Regions from separate parts of the Mus musculus genome. Here region 1 is linked to region 2. The links are chromatin contacts, called in public HiChIP or PLAC-seq maps. All regions are on one chromosome and are shown on one strand. Each heading gives the region's core, a stretch centred on a gene start, on an enhancer-like site or on the middle of the called end of the contact. The rest is flanking DNA. Distances are from core to core; before and after follow the strand shown.

The links. HiChIP or PLAC-seq counts read pairs in DNA pulled down with a chosen protein or histone mark.
Region 1: a FOXA1 HiChIP or PLAC-seq map of pancreatic cancer cells shows a contact between it and region 2. The contact joins the promoter of Lrrc8c here to the promoter of Thoc2l in region 2. A contact is called at or near these places in 3 of 39 promoter capture datasets (cranial neural crest, hippocampal neurons and pre-B cells) and 3 of 115 datasets of contacts at active chromatin or transcription factors (astrocytes, large pre-B cells and pancreatic cancer cells).

Annotation. Positions count from the first base shown.
Region 1 is chr5:105,518,198-105,521,051 of GRCm38.p6, forward strand. Lrrc8c (leucine rich repeat containing 8 family, member C) reads left to right here and starts at 1,274. Exons shown (of 4, transcript NM_133897.2): 1 at 1,274-1,433.
Region 2 is chr5:104,507,039-104,509,738 of GRCm38.p6, forward strand. Thoc2l (THO complex subunit 2-like) reads left to right here and starts at 1,312. Exons shown (of 8, transcript NM_001166581.2): 1 at 1,312-1,533.

The sequences.
Region 1 (2,854 bases), core at 24-2,523, 1.0 Mb after region 2:
CTATAAACTCACCATGCAGGAGCACACAAACTAGTTAATGGCTGCTGGCTGCCCGTTTTTGTCCTCTTCTGTCTCTCCCAGACTGCCAGGGCAGAGTAATTCTTTATCTGCGTCAAGTGCTCTGAGGACAGCCAGCTGGTTACTGACAAACTCTCTCTCTCTCTCTCTCTCTCTCTCTCTCTCTCTCTCTCTCTCTCTCTCTCTCGACTGCTACAGTGATCTTATCTGCACTTTTTCCCCCAATAGGCAATTTTTCTTTTTAGGGAGATGCCAGCTTTCAAGATGCTAGTTTGTGCTTTTAAACTATAATTGGGCAGAGAGATAGGCAGACAAACCCAAGGCTCAGATCAATGGCTGGGAGAGAATCCCTCCCCTACATCGTCTAAACAACAGGTGGTTCGGGGCACATTGTTAACTCTTTTGCACACACACACACACACACACACACACACACACACACACGATCCCCACCTCTGCCCACACAAAATCGTAGGCGGAGCTTTCATATGGAACGGCACCTGCTGCTCAAAGCCCAGAAGCCCATCTTGCAGGGTCCAGTAACGAGGGACTCCTGCCAGCTGGTCAATGGGATTGAGGTTGCCCAGGGTCTTAAGGCTTTGTAAACTACGGGCATCGGATTTTTTTCGTTCTTCCCTGTTCCCCTCATATATACCACCGCCCCCTCTCCACCCGCTTCCTGGACCTTTCATTCTCTGGGGAGGGGTTATCTCCAACCTGACCCTCTGGGAGTTCCCAGGAGGGCTATTTTTAGCAGCAGCCGCTCTGCTTCAACTTAGCCCAGGGAGGAGCTGCGGTGTAAGAGCGGATGGCGGGCTCACAGAAACCACCCGCTTTTTGGCATTGTTAGGGTTGCACACAGGAGGCAGAGGACCGATCTTCCCTGCTGTGCCAACCAGGTAGGCAGCTCTGAGCAGCGGAATCATCCAGCCGCGGAGAGGCTTGATTTCCCGGTGGGGAACCCGGGGCCCGCCCAGCGCGGGCCCGCCTGCCCTGGACGCCTGGTGGTCTCGGCAGAGGAGGAAGTTCCCGGGCATCGCTGCCTGCGTCACAGCGGGGCTGGCACCGCGGCGGCGGCTCGGCAGCCGACGGCGACCCCGGGGCTGGGCGCTGGGCGGCGCTGGCTGCCGCGGGCCAGGCGGCGCGCGGGGCGGCGCTGGAGGCGGCTCCGCTTGCAGGCGGGGAGGCACCGGGGAGGAGGAACAGGGCTGCGGAGCTGGGGCGTTAGCTGCGTCCCGGCTCAGAGCCCGCGAAGAAGACGAGGACCGAGGCGCCGCCGCGGCCGTGGCCGCAGCACTCTGAGCGCGACAAGCCATGAGCAGCGACGCCGCGGTCGCTTGCCGCCGCTGAGCCCAACCCGGACACAGCTCGCCGCGCCCTGGCATCCTTTTCTGCGGATACCCTCGCCCCCAGAGGTAAGTGCCGGGGACCCGCGGAGGGATGGAGAGGGACGGCCAGCACCCTGCCACTAGCCTCGGTTCTCTGGGCGCGCCCCAGCCTGGACCCGTCCACCCTCCCTCGTTCGTGACCCTGCTTCCCCAGGGCTCTGGGACAGGCACATTGTGGTCGCCTACTCAGCGTGCGGTTCGGGGATCCCGCTAACCCCAACCCCACCCAACCCACGCGGGCCCTGGCGTCCGCGCCAGGGACCCCCAGCCGGGAGCCCAGTACAGCCTGGCCGCTAGGTTCTGGGGACTGGGGGAGGGGCGTACTAGGAGAAAACGCGGTTGCTGCAGGGATGGCCATTCTCCTTCCCTACCTTCAAAACCCCCGGAGATGCTGGGGCCTGTTTTTTCTGCTCTTCTCCCCAACCCCCTCTCCTCCCTGGAAGATGCCTGAAGTTACACTTTTTGAGGAAGGAGGGGGAAATCGAAGGTCTACACAGAGATCCAGTGAGCACTAGTCCGCTCACCTGCAAGTCCAGAGGGGCCGGAGGGGGCTGCTCTGCATCCTAAGACCCTGGAGGCCAGGTGTCTAGGCCAGCAACTGCGGCCAGGATTTCTGCCTTCATCCCAAACTGACCCTAGCAGGCTAGCAGGCTCTCTCTCTCTCTCTCTCTCTCTCTCTCTCTCTCTCTCTCTCTCTCTCTCTTCTCCAGCGTAGAGGTGTTTGGGATGGAGTTAGCCCCTTGGGAGCCTCAGGGTGTGCTCTATAGACGCCAAAGCCTTTCTTTTTTTCCAGCAGCTAATGTTTCCCTCCCCCAACACTTGGCTGTGTACATCAGATTTCAGTTATTTTAAAATCCTTCAAGTTACCTTTCTTTGCAACGGCTCAGCCCACATCTAGTCCCCATGCTTAATGCGGATGTTTTATTAGAGGTTGAGGGCAGAGCTTTACTGAGTTTCCAACTCCTTAAGTATTTTTAAACTCGCAACAAATTAGTTAGGAAACATTTTTGGGCTCCCATCCTCCTTAAAGTGAAAAATAAGACTAATTGATCTTTGTGGGAGTGTCCAGGTTTGGCTCATAGAGCCTTATTACCCTTTAGAGGTGCTGTTTCACATCTACAGACTGCAGTAGCATATGAAGTGTGGCCTTAGCTAACGGTCACATTTCTGCCGAGTATGCAGTGCTTTGCTGAAGCTTGGACAAGGATGTAGAGTGGACTGACATTAAGATGCCACTTGGGCGACAGGGGAATACGAGTAATTTTAAACCACTTGGTTCACGCAGTTCTGCAACACTCCCAGCACCAAAGCTCTATACACGCTTCTCTTCATTTCCTGATAATTTGTAGAAAGCCACCAACCCTCGTTGTAATCTGAACTTGATAGACTTTTACTCAGATTTTGCACTCCCAATAGATATGTGGACCAAGCTATCAGATTAGATCTAC
Region 2 (2,700 bases), core at 62-2,561:
AAAAAGCTAAAAGTAAATCTACCATGACTCAGATCCACTCCTCTGCATATGCCCAAAGGACATCCTCCTACAGATGCTTGCTTAGCAGTGTCCATTGCTGCTCTGTTCACCATAGCTAGCGAGGGGGAACCACCTAAATGCCCTTCGAGTGATGGACGGGCAATGCAAATGTGGCACAGATACACCACAGGATAAAGGAAAATGACATCATGATGTTTGCAGGTAAGTGCAGCTCTTGCCAAGATGCAGGCATTAAATAGTTGCTGGGGAAAGAAAAATGAACAATCTCCCACCCACATTCATTATTTTCATATTGGGCAAAGACATCTAAATAGAAATAATTGCTTGGAAAGTGACCAAGCCACTTATACAGTATCTACTGTTATATGCAAGGCAATGTAGTGGATCCTGATCATGGTAAAAATTTTTTTTAATGTGCATCTCTATCTGTCTACAGCTTACTATTGAATCAAAAAAACCTTATTAAGTCATGTGTTTGAGATACATATATGCATATTTGCACATCTCATTTGATTTTATGTATTTCTGTTGCTTTGTAACATAATGGTCAGATATATACTCCTGAACAATTTATTGATTTTATACATACACGACATAATAACCAGATAACAACAGAAATGACAATTTTCGGAGATGGGGTCAAAATATGAGTTCAATTCTTAATGTATTTAAAACCTGATGCCTTTTTAAATTAAAAAGAATTTTAATCTAAAAATAAAGAAGTTTAACTTTCACCCCTCATCAAAGCTTCTTTTCATACTGGATAGAGAGCATGACAGACACCCACAAGTAGCAATGTCCCAGTTCTCCCAGTACAATGTGCAATAACTATAAAATATTTCCAAGTTTCTGTATAATGCATACATACATCCTTCTGATAAAAAGTTTTATAAATAGCTTTAAGGGCTTGGTTGGGAACAAATTTTGGCAGCTGTCTACAGTGAACAAGTATTTTAGTCCTTCCCTAACTCATGCCTTGACTTCTCTTGAGATGCAACATACTTTGGGAGATAAACAGACTTTTTCCATAGTACACTACCAGATTTTCCACCAGTTGAACCACATCATTTTCGGAAAGCTCTCAGAATTGTTTGTATTTAGCATTCACATTCAAATGAAACCGCCAGTGCACACAGTCACCTCAGCAAGGCATTTTCTAACAAAGGCGCAGTGATGACCAACGACCTCAGTCCCCACCCCGCCCCCCGCCCCCCGCCCCCCGCCCCCCGCCAGCAACCGAAGTGCGGCCGCGCGTGCGCAGAGGACTCGCTGCACCGCCGCCGTCCCTCCGCAGTGACGTCAGCCGAACGCCGAGGAGATCCCGACCGGTTTCCCACCGCTCTGTGGAGTCGGCGGTGTGTCGTTGGTGTCCCTATCGAGCTGGGTCAGGAGGGCGCGGAGCGGTGAAGCCCTTCCCGAGCCGCGGCGTAGAGGCGGTTCGCGGCGGCTGGAGCGGGGAGGCGCGAGCCGGCGCGGTCGCGGCGGGCGGCGCGGGCGGAGCGCGAGCGAGCGGTGAGTCGGCATGGCGGCCCCCAGGCGAGCGGGCGGGCTGCGGCCTCTGTCCAGCTCGGCGGCGGCTTGGCGGACCGGGCTGTGCTAACACACGCAGGGGAAAGCCACAGACCCCCGAGTCTTTCCGGGGCGTTCTTGAAGCGAACAGACCTTAAATGAGATCTGGTGTCACCGGGCGCTTCCTCAGCCCCGGCATTTGGTGGCTCCCGTGAGCGTCTCTGGGCACATAGAACGCCTACCTGGCCCGCAGGCAGTAGGTGGTTTCTGGACCGCGAGCTCCGAAGAGTTAAACTGTGTGCCAGGTGCAGTAAACTCAGGAACTGGAGCGAAAGGAGTGAAGAGTTGACAGCACTACCGGGAATTACTTCAGTATTCCTCACCCGGTTCTAATAAGTAGTTTTTTGCAATATTCTGAAGCTGTGGAAATGCTGGATACGGGGAAGGTGGTTGCGATTAAATTAAGAGAAAGGACGGGGTGCCAGGATTTTAGGAGTGTGTTTTGCCGTCCCTAGGTTTGCCTGCTACATTTGCCCTCAGAAATTTACCTCCCGTAGGAGATTTTCAGGATCATATTTACAACCAAAATCAGAATATTATCAGCTTAAATTGACACTGGGCATTATTGTTAACTTGAACTGGGAAGCCCCAGTTCAAGAAACTCAGCCAAGGTGCATGGACAAGAACGTTGATTGTTTATAGAGTACTGAAAACACTGCAGTATACTTTATACAAATTTGAAGGCATGTATTCATGATATGCCCAAATATTTGGCAGAAGTTATTCTTTTGAATGCTTTGCAGAAGACGTCTTAATCTTAAACACTCATATAAATACTCTCGCTTCATTTCAAGCCAAAATGGGGATGCTAGCTTCTTTATACTTAACAGTTATTTTGATACCAGCAAGCTTTGTAGTTCCAAAAGATGGTGTAAGTAGCATGGGTCGCCTAAGGCCATTGGAAACCGTGTTCACATTACAGTTCATAACAGTAGGTTATGAAGTTGCAACAAAAATAATGTTATGGTTGGGTCACTACAGCATGAGGAACTAACTGTATCAAAGTGTTGCAGCATTAGGAAGGTTGAGAACTGCTGACATAGAGGTAAAAGAAAACACAAAAGAAAAGAAAGCACATCACAAAATAGAGACCAGGATAGTCAGCCAAAT